Linked DNA regions of Mus musculus: all the other regions are linked to region 5. A link is a contact called in public Hi-C, HiChIP or PLAC-seq and promoter capture Hi-C data. All regions are on one chromosome and are shown on one strand. The core of a region is the stretch at or near the end of the contact, and the rest is flanking DNA. Distances in the headings are between cores, read along the strand shown. Region 1 holds the start of Adssl1 (adenylosuccinate synthetase like 1). Region 2 holds the start of Siva1 (SIVA1, apoptosis-inducing factor). Region 3 holds the start of Jag2 (jagged 2). Region 4 holds the start of Crip1 (cysteine-rich protein 1 (intestinal)). Region 5 holds the start of Eif5 (eukaryotic translation initiation factor 5). Region 6 holds the start of Brf1 (BRF1, RNA polymerase III transcription initiation factor 90 kDa subunit). Region 7 holds the start of Ppp2r5c (protein phosphatase 2, regulatory subunit B', gamma).

Evidence for each region. Promoter capture Hi-C pulls out the DNA fragments that hold promoters and counts their contacts. Hi-C and Micro-C count contacts between places; a contact is called where the count stands out from the background. HiChIP or PLAC-seq counts read pairs in DNA pulled down with a chosen protein or histone mark.
Region 1: a contact with region 5 is called in a promoter capture Hi-C map of pre-B cells, with 4 times the contacts expected there. The contact joins the promoter of Adssl1 here to the promoter of Eif5 in region 5. A contact is called at or near these places in 2 of 39 promoter capture datasets (the C10 cell line and pre-B cells), 1 of 484 Hi-C or Micro-C datasets (B cells) and 2 of 115 datasets of contacts at active chromatin or transcription factors (large pre-B cells and pancreatic cancer cells).
Region 2: a contact with region 5 is called in a FOXA1 HiChIP or PLAC-seq map of pancreatic cancer cells. The contact joins the promoter of Siva1 here to the promoter of Eif5 in region 5. A contact is called at or near these places in 2 of 39 promoter capture datasets (liver and pre-B cells) and 2 of 115 datasets of contacts at active chromatin or transcription factors (microglia and pancreatic cancer cells).
Region 3: a contact with region 5 is called in a promoter capture Hi-C map of pre-B cells, with 2.0 times the contacts expected there. The contact joins the promoter of Jag2 here to the promoter of Eif5 in region 5.
Region 4: a contact with region 5 is called in a Hi-C map of B cells, with 6 read pairs. The contact joins the promoter of Crip1 here to the promoter of Eif5 in region 5. A contact is called at or near these places in 1 of 39 promoter capture datasets (pre-B cells) and 2 of 484 Hi-C or Micro-C datasets (B cells and CD8 T cells).
Region 6: a promoter capture Hi-C map of pre-B cells shows a contact between it and region 5, with 3 times the contacts expected there. The contact joins the promoter of Brf1 here to the promoter of Eif5 in region 5. A contact is called at or near these places in 3 of 39 promoter capture datasets (cranial neural crest, maxillary cranial neural crest and pre-B cells).
Region 7: a contact with region 5 is called in a Hi-C map of pre-B cells, with 4 times the contacts expected there. The contact joins the promoter of Ppp2r5c here to the promoter of Eif5 in region 5. A contact is called at or near these places in 6 of 39 promoter capture datasets (the HPC-7 cell line, cranial neural crest, liver and 2 more), 3 of 484 Hi-C or Micro-C datasets (CD4 T cells, embryonic stem cells and pre-B cells) and 1 of 115 datasets of contacts at active chromatin or transcription factors (embryonic stem cells).

What each region holds. Positions count from the first base shown.
Region 1 is chr12:112,618,442-112,621,895 of GRCm38.p6, reverse strand. It overlaps Adssl1 (adenylosuccinate synthetase like 1), which reads right to left and starts at 1,849. Exons shown (of 13, transcript NM_007421.2): 1 at 1,586-1,849. The coding sequence starts at 1,777.
Region 2 is chr12:112,642,690-112,646,207 of GRCm38.p6, reverse strand. Siva1 (SIVA1, apoptosis-inducing factor) reads right to left here and starts at 1,380. Exons shown (of 4, transcript NM_013929.2): 1 at 1,124-1,380. The coding sequence starts at 1,241. It overlaps Gm30101 (a long non-coding RNA gene), which reads left to right and starts at 1,441. Exons shown (of 3, transcript XR_381987.3): 1 at 1,441-1,526; 2 at 2,766-2,894.
Region 3 is chr12:112,928,077-112,931,930 of GRCm38.p6, reverse strand. Jag2 (jagged 2) reads left to right here and starts at 2,436. Exons shown (of 26, transcript NM_010588.2): 1 at 2,436-2,512; 2 at 2,699-3,049. The coding sequence starts at 2,447.
Region 4 is chr12:113,150,479-113,154,276 of GRCm38.p6, reverse strand. It overlaps Crip1 (cysteine-rich protein 1 (intestinal)), which reads right to left and starts at 2,265. Exons shown (of 5, transcript NM_007763.3): 1 at 2,124-2,265; 2 at 902-996; 3 at 765-822; 4 at 613-659; 5 at 398-502. The coding sequence starts at 2,163. The coding sequence ends at 619.
Region 5 is chr12:111,536,404-111,540,270 of GRCm38.p6, reverse strand. Eif5 (eukaryotic translation initiation factor 5) reads right to left here and starts at 2,170. Exons shown (of 12, transcript NM_173363.5): 1 at 2,032-2,170; 2 at 1,723-1,916; 3 at 584-863; 4 at 389-470; 5 at 1-141. The coding sequence starts at 655.
Region 6 is chr12:112,998,373-113,002,135 of GRCm38.p6, reverse strand. Brf1 (BRF1, RNA polymerase III transcription initiation factor 90 kDa subunit) reads left to right here and starts at 1,515. Exons shown (of 18, transcript NM_028193.3): 1 at 1,515-1,963. The coding sequence starts at 1,780. It overlaps 9230104M06Rik (a long non-coding RNA gene), which reads right to left and starts at 1,412. Exons shown (of 3, transcript XR_001780729.2): 1 at 1,224-1,412; 2 at 710-779.
Region 7 is chr12:110,445,609-110,449,653 of GRCm38.p6, reverse strand. Ppp2r5c (protein phosphatase 2, regulatory subunit B', gamma) reads right to left here and starts at 2,430. Exons shown (of 16, transcript NM_001373949.1): 1 at 2,269-2,430; 2 at 1,617-1,682. The coding sequence starts at 2,295.

The sequences.
Region 1 (3,454 bases), core at 600-3,099, 1.1 Mb before region 5:
CAACTTTTCTGAGCCTCAGTTTCCCAACCTGTAGAGGAGCTCTGTGGGAGGCTCCTGACTTGCTAGTTCACGAGAGACTGGAAGAGAAACATGTCTCTATTCTCATATTCCTCAGGGGAACACCTGTTTGGGTCTGCTGGGGAGGTCAGGTGGTGGGAGAGATAGCCCCTCTGAGTGGGTGACTGTGACCCTGTGCTGATCCTTGAATGTCCTGTCAAGAAATGGGGATCTGGATCTGTCATGGTGACTTGGGCATAGAGCAGGGATAGCTCATCTTCACCCAGAACTGTGTCCGCAGAAGGAGACGGAGCCTGGGACCATCGAGGCTCACCCCTGACAGTGCTGACCAAACCCAGCAAGTTGTGTGGAAAGACTGTAGGCGCCACAGGAGCAAACGGCTCTGAGGAAGGGTGGGGGCTTTGGTGCTGGGTCGCTGGAGAGCAGGACTCCAGACCGCTGGGAGTAAATCCCAGTTACATACACATAGCTGGACAATGCATGCAAGGTGTAGGGCTTAGGAGGCCCAAGGTCTGTCCTTAGGACCTAGAGACTTCAAGGGAGAGGGGTGAACAGGGTGAGAGAGCAGGGTAGCTCCTCATTCTTAAGAGAGTTTCCAGAAATCCTCATCCCCAGCTGGGCAAATGTGGCCCAGGGAACCAAGCTATGCCTCCGGAGGCCTCCTAGGAGTCCTCGGGAACTCAGCAAGAAAGCCACAGAACCAGGGAGACAGAACTCCAGCAGGTGTTCCCACCTTCATTTGGGTCAGCAGCCATAAGTGTGGCTCCAAACCCAGTATCACAGAGTATCTTCCCTCAAACCGAGCCCTCTGTGCTGAGGATGGCACCGCAGAGGCAGTGTGGCTGTTAGCTGCAGCTCAACACCACAGAGACTTAAGGAGAGCAGGCAGCTAGCCCTAGGAGAGTACCCACCCGCTGTCCAGAGTCAGTCAGAACAAATGTGGGTGCTCAGAGCACTTTGCAGCTGGCCAAGGGCACAAAGACTGTCTCTGGCCTTCTCTGAGCACTACCAGCCACCGGGTCACACCCTGCCCGGGAAATCTGTGACTCCTCCTTTCTCCATGTCAGCCAGACCCCTTTGAACTCTGCTTTAGGCTCCTGACCCTGCGTTCCTCTAGGTTAGAAACCTATCTTCATCCTGTCTCTGCCTGGCTGACTCGCCGAGGACACCCCCCTTCTCAGAAAGCAGCTCTCACCCTTTGCTGCATCTTAGGGTACCTCGACCCACCCCGTTGGGGCTTTCCCCACTGGAGGGCCCACCATCACCGCCCTGGAACGCCCTACCCCTGAGGATCCCATGTCCTCAACTCAGCGACTTATATTTTTAGCTCGGGCTCCTGCCATTGCCCTGGGGAGGAGGTGGGTGGGTGGTGGGAGGCCAAGAGCTTTGTGTGAGAGGGTGTGTGTGGGAAGGAGGACTTAGGCAGTGGGGAAGGTACTCCTGGGAGGGAGGAATCCAAAAGGCTGTGACCCACTCAGGGCACAGGAGGAAGGGGTTCGTCCGGATCCCGGGGAAGGGGAGAGGCTCGCTGGGCAGGTTAGGGAGGGACTCGGCGCCTGGCCCGCACCTGGCAGCGACTGACGATGTCGGCGTCCGTGGCCAGCAGGTCCACCACCTTGCCTTTGCCCTCGTCCCCCCACTGCGCGCCCAGCACCACGGTCACGCGGGAGCCTGTCGCCGCCGCCTCCTGCTGCAGCCGCCCCCTCTTGACTCCGCCTGTGCCGGGGGGCCGGTCGTTGGAGGCTCGGGTCCCGGACATGCTGGCTTAGCTCCTCTGCTGCTCTGGGCCAAGCGAGAGCCCGCCGCCGCCAGAGCTCTCGCTCCATTAAATGCGGACGCCTAGAGAGGGGGGCGGGCCGGGGGCGGGTCCTGCGCACGCGGTGACGCACCTCGGTGACCTGCGGCCACAGCTCCCTGTCCCTGCCGCTGTCGCTGCAGATGGCGCGCACTTAGGGTGCTAGACGCCCCGACACGACTTGGGCAAGCAGATGACTCAGAACACCCTAGGACGTGAGAGGTGCCAGTGCTGCACGACCCGGACTCTACCCCTGCCCACTGGCCTGCTAGGACTAGGGTTTGGGGTTGCACAAACAGCGGAGGAGGCTGCTTTTTCCGGGGCAAGAGAGCGGTTAACAAAAGCAGAACCACAGATGTTTCTTTGCCGTTAATCTGGAGGATCTGCCTGCGGGATCACCTGTTTTCCCGTCTTGAACCTCGAGTCCAGGACCAGGAACGGTTCTCCTGAGAGCCGCCCAGAAAGTCACCTTAACTAAGACGATCTCTCTCCACCAGGCCACATAGTCACCCCTGCTGGCCCAGGATATGCAGCTCTTGGGTGGCTGTAGCTAGCTACTAGCCCAGCGCCAAGTGTAAGATGAAGTACCCACATCCGCTCGGGGTCAGAGCAACTTGAGGGACACAGGAGCAGAGGAGGATTCAACTTTCCAAGAGACCTCGGGGTCGATGGTTTCTGCCACTCAGTCCAGACTGGAAACAGGGACAAGGGAAAGTCCTGAGGCTGGGAGGCCTGTGTGGCATGCTCCCCCCAGCCCCCCACTGGTGCGTGTCCTTCCAGGGTGTGCTAACTGACCCCTGGGACAGGTTCACAGAGCAGTCAGGCTCCTAGTTGTCCTGGGGGCAGTTCGCAGGACTGTCACAAGACCAGTGAGACTAGACACACCCTCTGGGGGACTGACACCCCCCCTCCCCCAGCTTGGGGAAGAGAGGCTATTCCCAGTCAGCCTCAGCCACACTGCTGCTACCCTCCCTGGCTGTGCAGGTCATGGTGGTCTGTGTCTTCTGTTTCACATAGGGACATAGACACTCTCTTCAGTTGCTATGGCTGAAGCAGTCAGGGCCTCGGATCTGGACACTACTTCTTAGAAGAGCCTTACAGTCTTTGTGTGCAGATTACAATATCCTTCTCTACCTCACTCAGTGCCACAGTGGGGAGGGGGCAAGCGAGTAGACGTGGCATCTAGAGTTAGTGGTTCAGGCCAAGATCTCCTGAGCAGTGGCTGGGACAGGCAGAAATCCCTGATAAGGTCTTTCAGGAAGGTGTGCTCAGAAGGCAAAGCAGGCAGAGAAGGCTGATGCAGGAACGGAGACAAGGGGTAAACAGGAGAATATGGGGGGGGTTGTCACAGGAGGAAGGGTAGGGGGCACAGCAGCTTCTGAGGACTGAGGGAGGAGAGAGGCTGGCAGAATGTTACACAGGTCAATGAACTTTTTCTCCAGGTGAGAAAGATTATGCTTTAAGAATGCCAGTGTTGAATGTCACTTTGGTCAGGTCACTTTAATGCTTGCCCTTGTCCCCTTGGGAGGTGTTGCTGCAAGCCTGAAAGGAATCCTGGCTCCCTTTCCTGGGGGGAACCAGGGGTTCTTGGTGAGAGGTATTTAGGGTTCAGAGGGACCTACTATGGGGGCTTAGACGGGT
Region 2 (3,518 bases), core at 131-2,630, 1.1 Mb before region 5:
TTAAGTTCAAGGCCAGGCTAAGATACACGGTGAAAGCCTGTCTGAAAAACAAGAAATGGGAAGAGTTCCTGGAGGGGTACTCTTAACACAGGTGGGGCTCAAACCCACATTCCATTATGAGAGCAATTTTCTCCTTAAGGCCTCCTGGTCCAGCAGAGTCCAGAGTGTGGGCTGGGGTTTTGGTAAACTGTGTGTACTATAAAACTCGCTAGAGCCCTGCACCCCTTCCTGACTGGCTGGCTCTGAGTGGCCTGGCAAATGCTCCAACACACAAGTCCTCAGAAGGGTAGAGCCAGGCTGTTAGGTTCCAATTAACACTTAGGCCTTCTTTTCAACTGCATGCTTACATTTAAAAAAAATTAATTTACTTGGCTATTTAGTTACTATGAGTGTGGTCGGAAGACAACTTTCAGGAATTCTCTCCTACTGTATGTTCTTGGGACCTGACTCATGTCCAGGCTTGCATAGACTGCACTTTAACCAGCTGAGGCATTTTCTGGGCCGTGTTTGCATTGTTATTGCTGTTTTAAGACATCTCACCATAAAGCCCATGCCTTTCCCTTCTGAGTGCTGGCGTCAAAAAACAAGCCACGACGCCAGGCCATGTCTAGACTGGGGGGCGTGGGGGGAGGCACACTCTTTGCAGCTCAGTCCTGTCCCTTCACGCATCGCCCCTGCGTCTCAGCACTTGAGTTTGCATTCCCAGAGTACAGAGAGGGAAAGGACAAATACTGGGGCTGCGTAGGGAGTTTGTTTTCCCGCACATTCCAAAGGCGCAGCGGCACCGCTCAAAGTTATACGGCCGCAAACTGCGCCAAGCTACGGTACACTGCGTTACACCTGCCCCAGAAAGCCATCACTGCAAGGCAATGCTCAGCAACATCCATCCGCTACAAAGGCCACTTGCGAGGGCTCAGGGCAGTCTACGCCATCACGCCCACTCGAACCCAGTCCCCGCGTCGGTCCCGCGCTAGGCTAGTCCGCTCGGCAGCACTCGGGTCCGACTCGGATTTCTCCGGGAGCCGCCTGAAGCAGCATCCACCGTGAGCGCTCGGGACGCTCCCGCGGTCTCCCGCTGCCCTGCGCGGCGTAGCGCGCTCTACCCACGGAAGTCCACACTCACCGAAGACCTCGCGTGAGTAGCGCTCGGCGAACACACCGTGGCTCAGCTCTTTCAGGCCCACGTGGACTTTGAGTTGGAGCGGGGCTGCGTCTGCGAACGGGCAGCTCCGCTTGGGCATGGTAGCGGGTACCAGACACAGCCTTCAGCAGCGCGCAGCGCGCCGCGCGCCGAGCACACGTCACGGCGCCCTCGGACCGCGGCGGAGGCCCGAGCCGACGAGGGCGCGGCGCCCAATAGGCCGGAGAAAGGCTGGGGGCTCGCCTCAAACGGGCCCCGCTGCGCGGGATAGGCCGGAGTGACGTCGGGGGCGGGACTTACGCAGTTAACGGCGAGGGATAGGCTGAGGGAGGCAGTGGCTGGAATGCAGGGCGCGGGAAAAGGCCAAGGGCGCTGGCGCGGCGAGGTGAGGTCTGCGCAAGGCGTGGCACGGGATAGGCCGAGGGGGGGGGGGGTTGTGTTGGGGCGGGGCTAGTTTATGTCACAGCTCAGGATAGGCCGGGAACTAAGAGGCGGGGCTCTGGGGTGGGGCGCGGGATTAGCGGGATGCTACGTTGGGGGCGGGACTCGTGTGCTAAGGGGCTCTGCATAAACCAGCACGAGATCGAGGGCGGGGCTCAGCGCGCGAAAAGCCTGAAGGCTCTGTTGTCGCTAAGCAACGGTGATAGGTGATAGGTGAGATATCAGTATCAAACAGTAGGGTGGCGGGTTTTGTCCCAGCTCCTGATCTTAGTGGATACGGGCACCCATCTTCCCCTACGAGTTCCTCTTGTGTTCCCTTAGGTCTGATCTTGGGCAGGGAGCCTGAGGGTTTATGGCGTCACCTGCGGGTCCGCTGGTCAGGATTTAAAAATATTGTGGTGTCTTCTAACATGTTGAACAGGCAAAACAGTGATGCTGAGGGGTTTCTCAGTCCTTCTATTTCTACACAATCGGAACGTCAGTTATTCGGGTGCATTAAGTTTTGTGCTCATCTTGGAGTACAGGAGACCCGGAGTGTACACACAGCACCCGTTAATTCTCCAGACTTTGTAGAATGGAAGTCTCTGATCAAAGTGTCAGGTTCTCTGCAGGCTTCTGTCTTCCAGAATCTACAAATAAAAACTTTTGTGTCCTTACTGGATGTGTGTGTGTGTCCTCATCTCATAATAACACCCAGTACTTTGAATTAAGTTCTGCCCTAAGGACCCTGTTTTAACTCTTTAAGACTATATCCACCAGCCCTGTGTGTTGGCTCACACCTTTAATCCCAGCTCTCAGAAAGCAGAGGCAGGCTGATCTCTGTGAGTTGGAGGCCAGCCTGGGCTAGGTAGAGAGACCCAGTCTCAAAATACCGAACAAAAAACTGTATCCAGATACAATCACACTCTGACTCTTGGGAGTTAGGCCTTCGACATAAAGAAGGAGCACAATTCTAAATAGGACAATAGGGTCCAGTGACTACTGACTGCTGTGCTTCCCCACCCCCACCCCCACCCCCAAATGGTGGTTTCCCCGGTTGTAGAACTGTGCAGAATGGATGATACCTCTGTGTGGAGTCATGCGTTTGTCCCCTACTGCATGGCTTAAATCCAGCGACCTGTCCCAGGAACCACCACTAAGAAGGCTGTTGTTCATGTTAAGATAATGGACTTTTTCCTCCCAGAATCCGCACTTCCTAGTGCAGTCTGTACAAGCGCCATGGGGTTCCACTGGGCCTGACTCCCGTTCTAGTATGAATATGAAGTGTTGAAGGCTCCGTCCTCAGATGACGTCATGATTGAAGGGTAATAAGGTCAGGATGGCTGTGGTTTGTATATGCTGGGCCCAGGGGTTGGCACTATTAGGAGGTGTGGCCTTGTCTGAGTAAGTGTGTCACTGTGGGTGTGGGCTTTATTACCCTAGTCCTAACTGTCTAGAAGCCAATCTTCTCCTCTCTGCCTTTGAATGAAGATGTAGAACTCTCAGCTCTGCCTGCACCATGCCTGCCTGGACGCTGCCATGTTCCTGCCTTGATGATAATGGACTGAACCTCTGAACCTAGAAGCCAGCCCCAATTAAATGTTATCCTTATAAGAGTTGCCTTGGTGGTTGACTGGGCGGTGGTGGCACACCCCTTTAATCCCAGCCTTTGGGAGGCAGAGGCAGGTGGATTTCTGAGTTCGAGGTCAGCCTGGTCTACAGGACACCCAGGGCTACACAGGGAAACCCTGTCTTGAAAACAACCAAAAAAGAAAAAAAGAAAAGATGTGAAAAAGAAAAAAAAAAAGTTGCTTTGGTCATGGTGCCTGTTCACAGCAGTGAGTTTCTGGGTAATCAGCTTCTACGTGAGACCTGGTTGGAGGAAACGCCGCACTCGCACTGAGAGTGTGTCTGACAGTATCCCTTACCACATCTCTGTCCTGTCTCACTCCTTCCT
Region 3 (3,854 bases), core at 1,187-3,686, 1.4 Mb before region 5:
CACTGCACCCACAGCTCTGAGCTGGGAGGCAGGGCAGGTAGGCTGAGTCAGGCAGCCACACAGAAGTCCTTGTCAGCGTACCCTGGCTCTGCCTGCTGGCCTGCCCCCCACCCCATCCCCCCACAGCTGGCTGACAGCAGGGAAACAGAGGTACACAGGGAGGGGCTGCAGCTTCATGCTAAACTCCCTCTCCTCAGCCCCTGCACCGTTAGTCATTGTCCTGACTATGCTTGTGCCTCCCAACAGCACCACATCACCCTGACCTCCTAAGTCATGGTGTGGCACTTCCCAGCCCTGGTCTTTGTGACATCTCATTGATTTCAGTAGGAAGACTGACTGCAGGATTGCCACCTGCTTTTGGTTGGGCTATCTTGTCCTCACAAGCTCTTGTCAGGTTCTCTCAGCCCCAGAACTTTGGCATGTTGTTCCTTCTCCTCACCTTGCTGGCCCTACCATCGGGGTCTCATGCCCCCCCACCCCCGGTTTGGATGCTCATGGTTTGCTGGTCTACAGTATATGTCTAAGCCATCATCCATCTTTAGACAGAGGCCCCTGCAGGTAGGCCAGGGCTGTGGCTGCCTAGTTCAAAGATTGGCTGAGTGCCTCAGAGGTGGTGGTGAACTTAGGTGAGCTGGAAGCTCAGACTCTCTGTCCTCTGTGATCTCCTGTCTCCAAGCAAGAGGGACAGGGAAGCTGAATTTGCTAAGGGGATGTCACTTAAAGGATGCAAACAACAGAAAGATTCTTAATATGCACCAATTCCCTTATTTGGTGTGGAGGAGGGGAGGCTCTGTGTGTAGCCAGGCCTGGCTTGTGTCTGCCCTATCACCTACCCTACCTGCGTGTGGGCTCCCTGGGCGAGTGCTCCACTCCTTGGAGTGGGAGCAGTTTGAGACAGAGCCAGGTATGCTGCAAGTATGGGGGATACTGGTTCACCCTTTCAGGCCTACTGCTTCTGCAGGAGATCCTGGACGGCCATTCACAGTGGTAGGGCAGGCAAACTGGATCAAGGCTTTTCGATGGCCTGGCTCCCTGTGTAGGCTGCCTGGCACTGCCCTGACCCAAGTTCCTTCTACTGTGGCTCTGATTCACCGGTATCAGAACTTCTCCCTCTCTGCGGAAATCCTGGCTGGCAGTGACTTGGACTAGAAAGGGAGACTAGAGTGAGGAGCCTTCGGGAGACTTTTGTAAGGGCAGAGTAGCACATCACCAATCATGGAGGCTAACCACTGGAATTGCAAAGGGCCCTGCTGAGTGGGAGAGAGGCAGCTTGTAGACAAAGAACCCTTGGTGTTGACGTGTGGAAGAGGAAATGATCACCTAGGAACAGGGTCAAGAAATGGTAATGGAGGGTTGGGACACCCAGGCTCTGTGACTTAATACTCCCAGACTGTTGGAAAGTCCTCTTCCGGTAGCTCTCTTGACATGGTCCACTATCCTTTATGCCCGTTTCTTTTCCCCTAAATTTGAACCTCAGGCCGGCACGTTCCTTGAAGATAAGAGAATGTAGCGATGGCCACCACCTCAGTTTGGAATTGGGAACAGCCTGCAGGAAGGAGCATTTGTTGACTGGCTACTCAACCTGTGCGCTTGGAGGAAGGGAGGGCTGAGCGCCGGAGGGGAGTAGCGCCCCCTGTAGCCGGCGTGAAAGTAACAGGAGGCTGCGGAGTTGGGGGGAAATTCCTGGGGGAAGGGGGCGCACCAGGAGTTGGGCTCACTCAAGTCTCAGTGCCCCACCCGCTCTGCGTGGGGGCAAAATCCTGATGTGTGCAGCAGGCAGTATCTCCCTTGGGACCAAGAGCAGCGCGAGAGTGGCTGCGCTCTGATGGGAGGGGACCAAGGCAGTGACCTCAGGGGGCGCCCCACTCACTCCCAGGCTGTTAACCCGGGCGAGAATTCTGGAGCAGAAAAGGCCCCACCTCAGTGAGCCTGGGCGCAGGAGAAGCCACAGCTCGGTGGCCCCGCGCCCCGCCGCCCCGCGCATAGACCGCACCCTCGCCTCCTTTAAAGCTCGGGGTGCCCCCAACACCCCCCACGGCCCCACCCCACCGCGAGGCCCCGCCCCCTCATGCATATGCAGGTGCGCGGGTGACGAATGGGCGAGCGAGCTGTCAGTCTCGTCCCGAACTTGTTGGCTGCGGTGCCGGGAGCGCGGGCGCGCAGAGCCGAGGCCAGGACCCGCCGCCGCCGTCGCCGCCGCCGCCGGGTGGGAGCCGGGCCGGCCGCCGGAGAGCGGCTGCAGTAAGCCGGAGCCGCCGCCTCCCCTGCACGCCCGCCGCGCAGCCCGCGCGCACTGCTCGACCCCGCCCGCGCCGCCTGTGCGGCCGCCGCCGCCTGTGCGCCGCCGGGCTCGGAGGGCGGGCGGGCGTTGGAGGCCGGCGCGGCGGCTATAGCGGGCGCGGGCGGCGGCGGCGGCGGCGGGGCCGCGGGCGGGGTCGAGGCGGCGATGCGGGCACGCGGCTGGGGACGCCTGCCTCGGCGGCTGCTGCTGCTACTGGTTCTGTGCGTGCAGGTGAGCGGGGCGCGCGGTGGCGACGGGCGCGGACGGGGCGCACCGGGCCGGGCCGCTCCTCCGGGCCAGGCGGCGCACAAACGGCCGCGGTCCGGAGCCCTAGGAACGGCGCAAGGGTGGGGGCGGGGCGGAGGCTCGGCGACCCCGGCCCGCGCCTCCCTGCACTCTGCGCTGCCTTATTTTTAGGCGACGCGGCCCATGGGCTATTTCGAGCTGCAGCTGAGCGCGCTGCGGAACGTGAACGGGGAGCTGCTGAGCGGCGCCTGCTGTGACGGCGACGGCCGGACGACGCGCGCGGGGGGCTGCGGCCGCGACGAGTGCGACACGTACGTGCGCGTGTGCCTTAAGGAGTACCAGGCCAAGGTGACGCCCACGGGGCCCTGCAGCTACGGCTACGGCGCCACGCCCGTGCTGGGTGGCAACTCCTTCTACCTGCCGCCGGCGGGCGCTGCGGGGGACCGAGCGCGCGCGCGGTCTCGGACCGGCGGCCACCAGGACCCGGGCCTCGTCGTCATTCCCTTTCAGTTCGCCTGGCCGGTACGTGCGCCCCTCCCCCGCACTCTGCTTCCCTGCGCGCTCGGCGCCCGCCGCGGTCCCTTCAGCACCTGCGGCCGCGCGGGTGCGGGCCGCGCGCGCCCAGACGGGGCGGGGCCGGCAGGGGGCGCCGCGCCGCGGGCGGGCCTGGGGCGCGTGCTCTTGCGGCCAGGTTCGCGCCTGGCCACGTGGGCGCGCGGGGTTCCCAAGGGCCGACAGGCTTGGGGTCGCGGCGGGGCTGGGAGGCCAAGGTCCGCGTGCACGGCGGCCCTCGGAGTGTGCCTACGTCGCCCTGCGCGTGTCAGTGCGTGGGGAGGTGCGAGGCGCCTGCGGCCCGGTAGGCTGTGCAGGCATGTGCGCTGCGCGTGCTGGGGCTGGTCCGGGGCAGGCCCTGGCGGAGCCGTCCGGGCCCGCGGCCAGCCTGCTCCTGCCCTGCAGTTTCCTGGATGCCCGGGGGCACGGACAGGCGCCTGGGACCTGCGCGGGGATGGCCTGATTGTGTGTGTTGGCAGAAGCTGCTAGAGATGGGAAGACCCCTCCTCCGAAAGGGAAGAGACACTAACAAGGCTCCAAGTTGTAACCCTCTGTGGCACTGCTGTTTGCGGATGTTTTATTGTGCTTCTTAGTTTCTGGAATTGGGAAGCACCCTGTCTGCTTAGGGGTGGTCAGGTCAGGCAAGAACCCGAGTCTGGGCATGCTGGGAAGAAGGGTCATGGGGATCCAGCTTTGGGGGAGACAGGTAGCATGCCTGTGGTATAAAGGCCTGGGATCAGGAAGTCTTATGGTGCTTGCTTTTATTCACTTTCTG
Region 4 (3,798 bases), core at 1,016-3,515, 1.6 Mb before region 5:
ACCCACAAGGGTGCACTTCTGGGGACAGGGTGGGGTTGCAGGAAGTGAAAATGGAATAGATCAGGAATCCACACAACTCCCTCCCGAAACAGCTCAAAAAGGGAACCAAAGCAGCTCCCACTGATTCACCCTCTGAACTGCGGCCAGCCCCACCTACGCCATGTTCCTGCTGACCCCGACAGCCAGGACCTCACCCCAGGCCAGAACCACTACAGAACCAGGCGACAGGAACTTTACGGATCCTGAAGTTGGATGTAGGCCTGAAACTGCACCCCTCAAAGGGTAGTGGGCACCACTGCCTGCAGCAGCAGGAAAAGCAGTGCCCTGCATCAGGCCTGGGGTTGAGGCTCTCACTGTACACCCCTCTATCACACATCAGCAGACAAAAACACAGGACTTCCAAAGATCAGGTTTATTAAAGGCACTGAGGGTTCCCGAGAGCCCTGCTGTCCGGGGGTAAGGCCTGGCATGTGCCTGGGCGGGCAGGGAGAGTTTCCACAACCTGTAAGAAAGAGAGACAAATGTGAGCGCAAAGTTTTGTTATTTACTCTATTAGGGATGACTCTGTCCTGTAAACTGGTGGACTGGGTGGGATTGGAGATGGGGCTATACCTCGGTCTACTTGAAAGTGTGGCTCTCAGCTCCACCTCGCCCAAAGCCTGCCAAAGATAAAAAGAGGATAAGATAAAAAATAAGGATACTGACATGTTGGGAAAGGAGGCCGGCACTGGGAGGCCCGTTAGGGAAGAAGTCCGGCAACATACCTTTGGGCCCAAACATGGCGGAGTAGCAGGGATGATTGCAGTAGGGCTTGCCTTCATGCTACAAGGAAAAGAACAGTAGGGTTTACCTTCACCCCAACTCCTATAGCTCCTCCCTCTGCCCCCTAACGGCCCCTTACCTCAGCATGACCCCCAGAGGTCAGTGTCTTTCCACATTTCTCACACTTCAGGCAGGGACGATGCCAGTCCTTGCCTAGTGAAGTCACTCGCTCAGCTGCAGAAGCACAGATCCACTGTGAGACACTGGAGTCCCTGCAACCCCTCTTCAGCTGCACAGACACCCACACTTCATTCTTTCAATGTGGCAGCCCACCCTGTGTCCCCAGAGACCACTGTGCTCCAGAGAGGGTTAGGGGCAACTATGGTGCTCTCAAGCCAATCCCACCTCACAAACCAGAAGGGTCACCTTTTTGGTGGGATATTTTCTTTTAGGTTGTTTTTTGTTTTTGTTTTGAGACAGGGTTTTCCTGTGTAGCCCTGGCTGTCCTGGAACTCACTCCGTAGATCAGGCTGATCTTGAACTCACAGAGATGCTCCTGTCTCTGCCTCCCCGGACTAAAGCACTGGGACTAAAGGCGTGGGCTACCTGGCCACCCACCCATCCCGGCTCATTGGTGGGACACTTTTAAGTGTCACCATAGGGATATGACCCCCGAGGGCTTGTAGAGCTGGAGAGGAGGAGGCCTTCAGACTTGAGAGTGGAGGAGAACAAGTCTGGAGGATCTAAGGTTAGGTAAACCCAGTTAAAGTCCTCTGACCTCTGCACTAAACCTGGGCACACCCTTCTCCTCAGCAGGGGCAAGGGGACCTCTTAGTCACGCACTATCTCATAGAAGCCCTAGGGCGCGCAAACAGCAAGAAAACGAGCACCCGAGATCGAACCCCCCGGACGTGGTTTTGGGCGTCTGTTTCTACTTAGCATTGGGAGGGGCCACCCTAGTCCCGCGTTCCTTCCTATCCAGCAGGGACCCCGCCCAAGGCGCACAGACAGAAGGCGGGAGAGACAGCAGGATCCAGAGGCCAGGGTCACAGAGAAGGGGAGACCCACAAGCATGGGAGTCACAGAGACCTGGAGACCCAGAGACAAGGAAGCCAGAAGACCGACCCAGAAACATAAGAGCGAGTAGGCACAGATGTCGGTTCTGTTTAACACCAAATTGTCCCACCCTCAAGCCGCGGGCAAGATCTATGGGTTCTATCCCAGGCGATGCCCTGGACTCTAGACAGCCAGGTCCACCTGAACAGCCCAATATTGTCCGCCTCTGGACCACGCTTCCGCGTACCGCCTGCAGTACGCCCGCGGGCATGTGGAGAGAGGTTGGGATACCCAAGCGTGCTCACCGAAATACACCTCCTTGTCGCACTTGGGGCACTTCGGCATGGCGGTACCTGGTCCTGCACAAGTGGCTGCAGCTAGAAGGAAGTAGGTTGCAGGCTCTGGACTGGGTGGCGCCCGCCTGGTCCGCGCTTTTCAGGGACCCCGTGGCCCTGCCCTTTAAGGCCCCGCCCCCGCCCCACCCCCTCAGTCCGGGACTTGGACCCCTGGGAACGCTGATCCAGGCCGACTGGCCAAGAATGGTCATCTGGTTCATACTCGCCTCCGGCAAGATAAACTGGCCAAGGGCCATGCAGGGGTGCGGAGTCTTCCCGGGACCCTCTAAGCCCAGCGGCTCCTGCGGACCCAGGCCCCGCCCCCTGCCTGGGGCAGGGCAAGTCTCCGGTCTTGAATAGGGGTCGTTGAGTCCTCCCCTCGAAGGACCAAGAGCTCTGTCTAGCCTAGCGTTTTTTGCACCTGCAACGGCTAGCTGGAGACCGGGTAAGCACAGGAAACTTCTAAAGTGCAGATAAAGTGGGACGTGGTGTGTTTGCTTGTCCTACTAAAACTGGTGAGGCCAATCTGGTCTCTAGGGTGAGACCCTGTTTCAAAACACACGTGCGCATGTGAACACACACACAAATAAAGCGCAGAGAGACACAAATTAGCATTCAAGGATTCTGCACATATTTTGATGCTTCTTCGGAAAGAGTTGAGGACATTCAGAGTCTCAGCCTTGTAGCCCAACTCCTTCCAGCCTTTCCCAGATCTAACCCACGCAGACGCCAGGAGGTCCACTCTGGCTAGCCGCATGTGAACACCCTGACCTTTGGCAGCTGACTGGACTGCAGCCACAACTTCACCGGGGAACTCAGAAGAGGGGACTCCCATCCAGAAAAGCCCATCCTGCCACAGGAACTACAGACTCTAAGCTTGAGGACCTAACAACCTGAGGTTGGAGACTAGAGGTCAAGACAAGGAATTCGGGTGAGGCCATGCCCAGGCTGTTTCCCTGGTGCCTCGAGGCACAATTGATGAGTAGTCCTTATCTCTGGGAGAAGTGCCCAGAGCTCAGCGGTCCAAGTCCACTGCCCAGCTAAGGAGGAGGCTGAGCCGTGGTTGGTACCAGGTAGAGAACAGACTAAGCCTACAGTAAATATGGAGGGCTGGGAGGTTTCTACTGGCCTGAGCTTCAGAGTAGTTTGTAGGCTTAGTGGGGGTTAGGGGTTGGGGCTCTCTGATCGTTGCCTAGCAAGCTGACGATGCAGTTGCTGATAGCCGGACATTAAGTTCTCACTGTTCAGCCCTGACTGACACTCCTGTCCACACCCACCCATTTATCTGTCTCCAGACCTAGCTCTGGGCAAGGATCAGTCAGGGGTATTTCCATCTCCCTGGCCACTGCTGGGGTAGGGAGTCAGAACTCTCAGATGGGATTAGTGTTGCACCATGGGTCAGGGACTACCCACAGTTGCAAACGCAGCCCCTCTGGAACACTACCTTCCTCCTAGGGACCCTAACCTGAGGGTACAGCTCTGTCCCAAACTGGAGCTCCACAAATGCCCAGCTCTACAAAGACATTCTGAAGCTCTTCACTACCAGCTGGGGGCTCCAGAGCAGGGGTGAACACAAGCCCTACAAGGATAGACTTCCATCTTCTAGCCTATCATTACCTAAGACCCACCTAGAGGCCTGGATTGG
Region 5 (3,867 bases), core at 921-3,420:
AGAGAACAAATTTTTTAATGAATCCATCCAACATGTCTTGCAGCTTATTCGCCTCATGAGATCCATTGACAATGTAACGGTCATTCTTAACATCAAACTGGGTCTGTGCTCCCAGCTCACAACCAAAATATTTGGTGGGATCTGTATAAAGACAAGACATTCCATTATAGTTAACTAAAGCACTGGTTGCACGTGAATATACAAAAACTCACCGTGTTAAAATTACAGGGAAACTGAAATACAGCCAGGGTGGCTTAATGACACCCAATCAAGTAGGTCCGCAGTTCCAACTTGCTAATTAACATGATTGAGGAAAGATGTATAGCTCAAAGACTGTAAAAACTATAGCCATAATATACCTTTTCAGGCTTCTCCAAGCTTTACTTACACGTTGGAGGCCGATTAAGCGCCTTTGCAACGTCAACCATGTTGACTATAACTGTCTTGATTCCATTTCCTTTGCCCTCAACCTAAAGGAAATAAGAATTTCAATTTTGCACTGTCTTCCCTGTGAAATGTAATCTTTCAAAACCTATCAAGAGTGTGCGGACCAACAGGCTACTAAAATAAAAACCAGCATTACCTTAGCAATCAAACGGGGCATCTTGTAGCGATAGAACTGGTCTGACACGCTGCGGTTGACGTTGACAGACATTTTGGCTTATTAGTGACTTTATCAATAAGATGAAGAGATCTTTGATTGCAACTTTTTGGTATCTTCTGTCTGGAGAAGAAGGGATGACATAAACGACTGCAAGAGTTCTCGGTCTCTGACATGAAAAAATTTTCGCCACTGAGGCTGTAAGCTTCTTGCTTGTATGCTATGTTTCCCCAATACAGGTACCAATGGCTGCGCAACAGCTCTGAAAGAGAAAAGGAGAAAACACACAACAACCCTACAGGTTTAGCATCACTCCTCCCCGGGACAACTTCCCGTCCCCGAGTCCCTCACACAACTAACACTCCGAGCTCTAACAGCCCGAGTCCTTGTGAGAAAACAGCTGACATCCCCATGTAACAAAGCACAACTCCAGGAACCCAGGAGGCCACCATTTTGACACGGGTTGTGACTGGCAGGGAAACTGCTCGAAACGAGGAGGACAACACGGAACACAAACCCTGCTCCCTCAGCCGCCGGGAGATTGTCACATCAAAGGCCACCGGCGAGTCATGGGTTGCCCCGGCCGAGCGACAGCGTTGTAACTGCCGAAAAGGGGATCCGGGCCCTTTCTCTCCCTCACTTCAGGCCCGGGGGCCACCAACTTCGCCGATGGCGCCTCCCCCGGCTGCCATCGTGGTAAAACGGGAAACGTCGAGCCGGACCTGCCAACCGCCGAGGGGCGGCTTCGGCGACTCCGGGGGCTTCAGGGCGGCAAGTCCAGGCTGGGAGCCATTGGCTCCGTCGGAGCACGAGGACCACGGCCGAAGCCGCGCCCGGGCTCCCTCCCCTCGCTCCCTCGGCGCACGGCCGACCTTCGCCCTCGTCCCCATGGCTACGCGACGGTCGCAGCCCGTCGCCCGGCCTCCCCCTTCCGGCGGCCGGCGGGGCAGAGGTGCGGCCTCCCTGAGTCACAAACGCGCCCCGGGCCTGACTCAGCCACGGCGCGCGCGCGGGCGCGCTCCCGCACGGCCCGGCCCCCCCCAAACTGCGCCACACGCGCGGCGGGTCACGCGGCCGCGCCGCCATCTTGCCGCCGCCATGGCCCGCCGCCCGCGACTCACCGTTTTCGTCAAATAAAGACATAAACCCAACGCGGCTCGCCCGGGACTGGGAGGAAGAGGCGCTGGAAACCGGGTCCGGAGCGGCGGGGCCGGCGGCGAGCGGAGGGGCGGCTGGGCAGGTGCCGCCGCCGAGCAGCGGGAGGGACTGTCCCAGCGACGTCCGCGTCCACACCAGCAGCGCCGAGCCTGGCGACCTGGCGGGGACAAGGCAGTGAGCGGCGGGCGGCGCCTGCCCCCGCCGGCGGCCCGCGGGGTGGAGGGGCGGGAGCGCAGGGCAGGGGCGCGGGCCACCGCCCCCCGCGGACTCACCTCTGGAATGTTCTCGCTCTGACTGAACAACGCCGCCGCCGCGCTCAAGCTACCCTCGGCCCCGGAGCCCGCCCCTTGTACCGGGCAGCCACCGCTTATTGGCCGCAGGCCCTCCCAACTTCTCTTGTCATTGGCTCGCATGCACGTCGATCTCACGCTTCTCCGCCCTCCACTTCCTGGGGCTCCACTCGTGGTCTCGGCCCGCCTCCTGCCTGTCCCAGCTTCCTTCCCTTCCCTTCCCCCCCCCAACTCCGTCCTTCCCAGAGGCCTTCGCGGTCTCGCGATAGCCCGGCTCGCTCTGAGTTTATGCGTTCAGGCACTATGGCGCCTGCCTAGTCCTCTCTCGGGGCGGGGCCGGGCCGGCTATGTCCACGGTGCTTCTCTGTGGGCCACGCGTGATCTAACTGCTCATCTGGACCGCGCCAGGAGGCTCCCGACACTGCGGCTCCCCTTGCCTCTTTCCCACCACCCTTCCTGCTGCCTGGCCCGTGCCTGTCATCCCATATGGTGCCTCTCCCTGAGCTCGGGGAGCCAAGCCGCCGCCGAGCCGAGACTCCGCGGTTGTGGCTCTGAGGTTTCCCACGATAGAAACCTTTTTTTGTGTAGCTTGGGTCCCCGCGCAACTTAGGGTGGTCTCGACCCCAGTCAGGTCCGGCTGTGCCTCGAGGTTTGGCCATCCCCCCGCCTCGGGGCTCAGTCGCCACGTAGGGCCACCCCGTCCAGCCCAGCCCGGTCTGTAAAGGCCAGGCTGGTTGGTGACTGTGACTCCCTGCAGGTGCACCCGAGGAGGCAACAGTGTTTTATTTACTAACAATTTATGTTCGGAAGAGGAGCCCGGACTTTTTCTTTCCTAGACACTCTTCCATTATTTAAAAGAAAAAAAAAACTTCTTTTTTTGGTAAAAGTTTCGACTGAGAGTTGAAATCATCCCAGAGTCCAACTAATAATATAGAAATACCTGTTCCACCTTCCCAGGGCTTCTGAGAGCAGCAGCCTGGCTTAGTCAGCAGCTGCCTGGTTTCCTGGATGGGGAGAAAGAGCAGTGTTGTGGAAGAAGGGCTGCCCTTTGTTCTACGCCAGTAGAATTTGTAACAAGGTTAAAATGGAAAGATCAATTTTATTTTGCCCAAATCCAAGGTTATTTCCCCATGACTTAAAAGCTCTGTAAAGCTAATTGACCATGTCCGTGAGGGAGACTAAAGACAAGATGCAGAACTGAAAGATTTGTGTCTCTTCTGTAGCTTTTATTTCACAGTCCATGGCTCTACAGTTTTTACGGCTCTGTGCTTATCCAGGTTCCCCCTCGTTAAAGTGGAAAGATCTCAGGCAGTGCCTCTGTGAGCCATGGATCATGACTTGGCAGTATTGGAAAAGATTGAGTTTTTGCTTGGCTGAACTCAAATGGCAATATTTTAGAAACTCTCAGAAAAGGGTGTGAAACCAGTCCGAGGTAAGAGGCTTGTCTCACAAAAGTATTTTTGGTAACACTATACAAAGTGGTCTTTTCTGTATGTTCGATGGCCTGATGTTTAACTTCATTTTAAAAGTTTGTAGGAGCCAGGGGTGCTGACACCTTTAATCCTAGCACTCCAGAGGCAGAGGCAGGCTAGCCTAGCCTATATAACAAGTTCCAGGACAGCCACAAAGGAGATGAAAATATAAAAGCTTATGCTAGTGTTGCTTTTAATTTTTAGTGCTGTTATTATGGACAACTTCTAAGAATCACTTTGATGCCCTTTCAGTATGTAGCCCAGCCTGGCCCCAAACTCATAGCTAGCTTCATGCCTCAACCTCCCTAGTAGGGGCTTACAGACAGGTACTAGCACACCCAGCTAA
Region 6 (3,763 bases), core at 266-2,765, 1.5 Mb before region 5:
TAAAGACACCAACTGTATAGGGAACCAGGAGCTCCTGTGAGTGCTTCACTCTGGGTTTCTGGAGTATTGCTTTGTTTTTGTTTTTTTTCCGGACATACCATTGGCTGTCCTGGACCTTTTGAGGCATTCAATGACATGTTGATTTGGGATCCCTTGGGGTGACTCGAGAGCACAGGAACTGTGCAGCACTCCAAATCCTTCAATTCCTTCATTTGCCATTTGACTTTAATATGTATTGTGCACATGATGGTGAGAGGGTACATGTGTGGAGGTCAAAAGAGAATTTTGTGGAGTAAATTCTCTCAGTCCGCCTTTACCAGAGTTCTTGGGATTGAACTCAAGCAAGGCAGACAGATTTGCTTGGCATTTACTTGACGAGCAATCTCACCAACCCTTCCTTTGCTATGTTTTGAGGAGATCCCTCCCAAGTTCTGTTTGTTTGTTTGTGACAGGGTTACTCTATGTATAAAACAGAGTCCTGGCTGGCCTCTAATTCACAGAGATTCACCTGCCCCTACCTCTGGAGTGCTGGGACTAAAGGTGTGCACCAACACAATCGGCTTTTTCCAAGTTGTTGTTCTTGTTCTTCTTCTAAATTGTGTTGATAACGCTGGTTTTGCAAGCTGATCAGAAGTCTGCATATTTACAATGCTTCCCTCTTAGTTTGAGCTCCTGTGGCATCCTGCAGTCTAATTTTGGAGTTTCTTACCTGTAGTAGTGCACAAGATTTGCTAAACTTCCCAAGGACTGACAGGTATGGCTGAGATTGTGAGCAGCGCCTGCGGATGCAGAGGGTTCTGTGTATGCTCTACTTTACCCAGAGCTCACTACCCTACTACCCAGACCCGTTACTGCCAGGAAATAGGAAGTCCTGCTGAGAACTCAGCGTTGAGGTGACCAACTGTGGTCCCAGAGACTGTTCACCCTGGGACTGAGGGATGGGGGATGAGGTGTCTGCAGCAGAGTCTGGGAGAACATTCCAGGTCCCTCTTAAACGCTGCCCCGCCGGCAGTCCTTGATCCTGCCCTCTAGGGCTTGCTGACTCCCCAAGTTACTCCCACTACATCCAGCCCAGGACGCTCCCAAAGCCTATTGTGCCAATCAGTGCAGGCTCCACGGGCCGGGCCTTGGCCGCACACAAGTTACCGCCCACAAACCCATCCCACTACTTTGTTTCCAGATTTCCTCTCTCAGACAATCGGCTCTCCTTCGGCTCCGCATACCGAAAGCTTCGTGGCCTCGGCGCCATCTACAGGCTCCTCCCATACTCGTCCCAGCTCCACCCACCGGCCTACTCCGGGCCCCGTCACTTTAAGCCTCGCCCCTGTCCCAGGCTCCTCCCTCAGCCCGCATTTCCTCCTAGGCTCCTCCCACGGCCCGAGTCGGGTCCCGGGCTGCGCTCCTCGCCCCGCCCCGCCCCGCCCCGCCCTTCTCGCCCGCCCTCCAGTCCCGCCCCGTTGTTGGCTTTTGGCCCGCGAGGCCTCCGGGTTCCAGGTTTGGAGCTTTGCTTCCGGCCGCCCGGAAGGTCGGCGGTTCGGTCCCAGCGTCCCAACGATTCTTGAGTTCCTTTATCGGTCCCGCGGGCGCGGCCGTTGCAGGCAGCGCGGCCCGCACGCGCTGGGCGAATCTGCCGCGACGAATCGGCAGGCGTGGCGCCGGCGGCCTCGCGAGAGTGCGGCGCAGACGGAGGCGGCGCGACGGGCCTTGCGGGCTGAGGGCCGCGGGCGGAGAGCGGACTGCTGAGCGGCTGGGGGGCCGGTGGGGCCCCGCGGCTCCACCATGACGGGCCGCGTCTGCCGCGGCTGCGGCGGCACGGACATCGAGTTGGATGCGGCGCGCGGCGATGCGGTGTGCACGGGCTGCGGCTCGGTGCTCGAGGACAACATCATCGTGTCCGAGGTGCAGTTCGTGGAGAACAGCGGCGGCGGCTCGTCGGCGGTCGGCCAGTTCGTGTCGCTGGACGGTGAGTTCTGCAGCTCGGGCGAGGGGGCCGGGCAGGGCTGCGTGTGCGAGGTCCGAGGGAGGAGTCGAGGCTGGCGGGGAAACTGAAGTAGGTCGTCCTGTGACAGACCGTGGGCAGTCGGACAGGGAAACTGAGGCAGGGCCGGGCCGGGAATCTGCAGCCAGGTCCCCTCCGAGTCCCGTACGCCGATGTAAACTCCGCGATCTGCCCGGTCCAAGCGTCGCGGTCCGGTCCAACGGAGGTCGTCGGGCTGGGTCCCGAAATCTGACAGGCACGGCTTTCAGGCTCGCAGGTTCCGTTTATCCGGTTGGCCACTCTAACAGGTGTCATTGCCCTAAGGGCTATGAAGAAGATGTGCCCAGCCTCAATTCTCTGCCCAGTCGCCTGAGTCCTTATCTTTTTAAAATAAGGGTTTGTTTCCTAACCGTTGAATGTCGAGTCTCTAGGTGAGTTATACTTCCAAGTCTTTCTTTGTATATCTGATTCTTGAGGCAAATGTTACTATTTTGACCAAAGGTTTTACATTTTGAAGCATTCCAATTTGTCGCCTTTTCTTTCTTGAGAGTTTCCTTTGTCACGAATCTAAGATGTCTTTGAGTCACCGCGTTTGTCTTCTAAAAGTTATTGTTTACACTTTTACGCAGTTTTGTTTTTATTTTCTGTAGACTGGGGATCTAGCCCAGGGACTCTGGCACACTAAACAGTTCCCAAATCCCTATGTCAGTGGAAGCCTAGTCCACATTTTTTGAGTTAAGCCTTGTGGAAAGTGGGATGTGCGGGCTGAGGCTCCTTTCTTGTCTGCGGAGGTACCATTTTCCACACATAGTTTGCTGAAAGGATTCCTTTTTTTTTTTTTACATGGAGTTACCATTGTTCCTTCCGCAGAGGTCATTGTCTGCCCCCCTGTGTGAGTCTGCTCCGGGTTCTGTAGTGCATTCAGCCTGACCTTTTGTTTACATTTAATGTTTTGCGATCAGAATTGTGAGCCATCCAGCTTTTGCCTTCCTCTATGGACTAGTGTATTTGTAATCTCTTTCCCTTGGACTGTATGTAACTGTATTTGCATATTTATATGTATTGTGTGTATGGAGCTGGAGCCCAGGTCTTGCTCATACTAAGCAAGTGCAGTGCCACTGAGCTCTCTATGTTCCTAGCTTTTTATGGTTTACTTTGAGTTAGGGTTTTGACAAGTTGTCCAGGCTGGCTTTGAACTTAATCAGTAACCCAGGCAAGCATTGAGCTTGCAGTCCTCCTGACTCAGCCTCTTAAGTAGTTGCAGTTATGAACCTGTACTACCAGACCCAACTTTTTGGGTTTTTTTTTGAGACAAGATGTTCCTGTGTAGACTGGTTGGCCTTGAACTTTTAGCAGCCTCCCCTGCCTCAGTTTCCTAAGTACTGGGATTACAAGCATGCACACCATGCCCTGTGCGGCTGAGGCTGTGTGTGTGGTGTGTGTGTGTGTGTGTGCACAGGCATACATGTATGTGTGGGCACATGAGTAAGGAGGCCCAAAGTTGGCATCAGGAACCCTCCTTGATAGTTCTCCACTTTACTGAGTCAGGGTCTCTTGCTGAACTTGGGGCTCCTGATTCCGGCTACTCTAGCTAACCAGGTTGGCCAAGGGATTACCACTCTCAGCCTCCCAACTGCTGGGGTTATAAGTGGCTAACACTCCTGACCTGCTTTTATGTGCATCCTGGGGATCTGCACAGCAAGCATTTACTCCACTGACCGACAGGACTGTCTCCCCAGCCCGTGCAGCAGATTGTTGAATCTGCTGTGAGTTCCAAAAGCAAGC
Region 7 (4,045 bases), core at 1,181-3,680, 1.1 Mb after region 5:
GCCAAGGGCTTAGCATGCCATGGTGCCTCGTGCATCCTTCTGAGATAGGGGTGAAGGGCCCAACATCTCAGTGCTTTTCAGGGGCCATTTCGAGCTCTGTGACTCCAGCTCTTAGACAGTAGCACTAGAAAAGATACAAAAAGACAACTGGGGCATCACATGGGACACTGCAGGCCACACTCCAGAGCCCTACATGACTGACAGTAAAATCCCCACATACTTTACAGACAGCTACACAGCAGTGGTATGGGCATCTTTCAACTGGGATGGGGTGGGGTTTAAACCTAATATCCATCCTACCCTTACAGCAAGGTTCTTTTGATAAACTAGGGAGAAATGAACATACATACTGATATTTCTCTGTGATTTCCCCCCCCCCCCCAACAGCAACAGGACACAGGTATGTTTGAGCGAGAAAGCTTTGGGGAACCGTAAGAAGTTTTAGCAGTCCTAATGACAAGACAAGGAAGCACACGGTGTATGCCCTGCAAAGCAACTACACGTCGTGTAAAAATTGTTGAAGGGCTGGCTGTGGAAGGCAGTCAGACACGAGTGGGCCCCAGGAAAGGCGTCACGATCCACTGTTCAGAAAGGGCAGGCAAAGACTGGCACAGCCGATCCTATCTACTGGTATTTCAGGAACCTTTTGGATTTCTGCTTTCAGCTCTAGGGAGGGCAACAGATTTGCTGGGATGAACCACCTGCTGCAGAGGAGGGAGGCACAGAACACACCAAATTGAGGGGGGGGGGAAGACAACCTGGAGCTAAAATAACCCCTGCAGATTATCTTCAGGGCAGAATTTAACTCATTCTAATGAAGCTTTCGGGAAGAAGAGGCCGAACAGCCACAAATTAGAAATGTCTGTGGTAAAATCTCAACGATCCGGCTCTGGAGAGGGGAGACTTAAGGAGCAGCTTCCAGGTGCCCTGAAATTAAAGCCTGAGCCTCTTCGCTTGGGCACTCTAGTTCCAAGACAATGAGATACAAAACAAAGCCAAAAAAGGGGGGTCAAGGGGCCTGCCCTGAAAATCCCCCAAGGGCACAACTCTATTAAGGATCACAGATTCCACCAAATGACCCAAGGGATCATTCCAGATATTCTTGAAATAAGCCAAAGCCAGGAAGCAAGAAAAGTCAGGATTCACCAAAGAGGATGGAGGAGCTTGTGGGAAAGGAAATAGAAGACTGTTTAAAAAAAAAAAAAAAAGTACCCAAATTAGAGCCACCAAAACACATCCACACTTAGTTGAAAAGGACCAGACATCAGCAGAAGAGAAGCTTGCCCAGGACACCAGTTCGAGGCTGCAGCAAGGAAAGCAAGGACCGTGGAAGTCACTGAGAGAGCCAGAGACACAGAAAAGGAACGAGGGGGCAGACCCTAAAGCTAGAGACTCCATTTAAGACCAGTTCACTGGGAGGGCTTGAGCTCTGTTAGAAGCCACAAAACTGTTTTTAAAATGTCAGTTTCGCTGTGCACACTTTAATAAAAGAGTGGGGGGGGGGATAAGTAACTCATAAGAAAAGACTTCAGAAACACTTTGGTTTGTAGAGCCTCCGTGTTAGACCCTAGATTAAAGGCTGATCAAGAATAACAATGAGCTTGTCCAGAGGTTACCTCTGTTTCTGCTGTATCTTGTCCTTCTTTTGGACCTTTTCCACTTTTCACCGGTTTTGGTGGTTCCTGGGAATCATCACAAAACAAAAACAAAAAAACAAAAACAAACAACAACAAAAAACCATTAGTGTTCTCAATATTTGGACCGCTAAGCATCAGCTCAAATGCAGTTTCTAAATTGATACATATCACTGAGAGCTTCTGATGGCTTTAATATGTCAGCAGCAAACTACATCATATTGAGTATATTCACAATACCAGCAGCCTTCAAATTCCGTTTCTCTTCATGTCTGTGTTGGGGGGCGGGGGAGGGAGGTGAAAACTCCAGGTAGGGACACGTAACCCCAGCTCTCGGCCCATCCCTTTCTCCCCTCCCACCCTTAAACCTCACAAGTGAGGGTTTCTGGGGCGAGTCCGGAACGCTCCAGCACCCCAGCCCCCGCCACGCAGAGCACTGCACGGAGCATCAGCCGCCACCCAGAGCGACCGCGGCACCTCAGCGCCACCTCAGAGCCTGAGCGGCCTCCCCAGCTCCATGCAATCCTGCCAGCGCCCTGGGCCCGCCCGCGAGCCTGGACGACCTGCCGCCCCGCCCCTACCCGCCGACGCGGGGACCCCAGACCCGGTCCCGGAGCCCCCGGCCCCGACTCACTTTCTCCTTCTTGTTTTTATTCGGCATGGCTGGTGCGGGCCGCCGCCGCCGCCCCTGCCTCCGCCCGCCGCCACTGCCGCTGCAGCAGCAGAAGCGCCCCCGGCCCGGCCGTCGCGCCGCCCCGGCCGCCGCCGCCGCCGCTGCAGCCGCCGCCCGGGGACTGAGTCGCTCGTCCGCTCTCGCTTCCCCTTTTCCAGGCTCCCAGAGGCTGCGGCAGCCGCGGCGGCGGCGGCGGCGGCGGCAGCGGCGGCGGCGTCTCTCCGCCCCTCTCCCGGCAGGCCCCGCCCCCGCCCCAGGCCCCGCCCCGCGCCGGCCCCACGCTGCCCTCTCCCCGCCTCGCCGCCCTCAACGACGCCACGCCATTGGCCGACACGGCCCCACGTGCCCTAACGCTCCGCAGCGTCGCCCCGCCCACTGCGCGGCCTGTCCCCACCCCCTCGGTGCGGACCGGCTCGTGTGCCGGGCTGTGAAGGTTTTGGTGGAGCCATCAGGGAGGGAGCTACTGGGGAGAGGGAGGCGTGTGCGGACAACGGAGGTGATAAAGTCACGGCCGCTGAGCCGGGACGGGGAGGAGAGCAAAGGACAGTGAGGAGCGGGAATGCACATGTGAGATGTATGGCGACTATTCTGTAGCCTTCCAGGCACGAAAAACTCTACCCCATAAGCCTGGTAGCGGTGACGCTCGTGCAGTGCGGAGGAGACCCGGGACCGCGCGAGCGGCGGTTTCCTTGGGCCATTAGGCCCCGCCCACGAAGGCAATGCTGCTGGCTCCGGGGTACGCTCCGCCCACCGCACGCCTCAGAGGCGGGGCTCGCCTCAGCCCCGCCTATAGAGTCCACGCCTCTCCTTTCGTCCCCGCCCACGCGAGCAAAGGAACTCTCCCCAGAGCAGACTCTGCCCACGGCGGTCCAAGTGTAGACTGCCTAGTTCCCCTGTGGTCCTGCACGCCGAAATTTCTCTGTTCCAGACTCACCCGCAAGGCAACCGGCTTCCCCAATGTAGGCACCGCCCACCTTACGTCTTAGGGATTGGATCCACCTAGGCCGAGCCCATCAGCTGCTCACTCTGAGACTCTACCTGCACACTGCCACCCATCGCCCCGGCCCACCAGGGAGGTAGTCAGATCAGTGTAGGCTTTTTTTCCGAGCCCATTACGTCTGAGCAGCCCTGCGTCTTTGTTATTCTTTAATTACCAGTGGTCGTTAGCCTGTGAGAAAACTGCATGAAGACCAGGGATCACTTGATTCTCTCACTTCTCTAGTAGCTCTTTATGAGGGAAGAAGCTAATTCGCTACTTATACAGTCCTGTTTTTGGAGTTGTCAGTGTCTGACATCCTATGCTAAGGGGGAGCACTCAGAAGGAAGACTGTAGGAGTGAACTGTTTCGAGTGCAGGAGACTTCAGGCGCTCACTCATGATTTAGGAGGTGCCTTCGTCATAAGCTTTGAGCCTGCTAGACAAACGCTGGAGACTTCAGCTACGTACCCAGGCCAAGGCACTGAAAAATCGATGTATCTTAACCCTTGGTTTTTGTTTGTTTTTGTTTTAACTCTTGTAAATGCCAAGCAAAGCATTTTTGGTTGTTCTCACCCAAGCTCTGTGGGGGTTAAAAAAAGAGAGATTTATCAAAACCCAGAGGTGCTGTAGGAGGTTCTGAGAGTAAGTTGTGTCTGCTGGTGTCTGAATGTTCACCAAAATAAAACTAATCTGCAGATAATCGTGACAGACTGGAATGGGTATTTTTACAGAATGGGTATATGACAGAATCTTAAGTGGA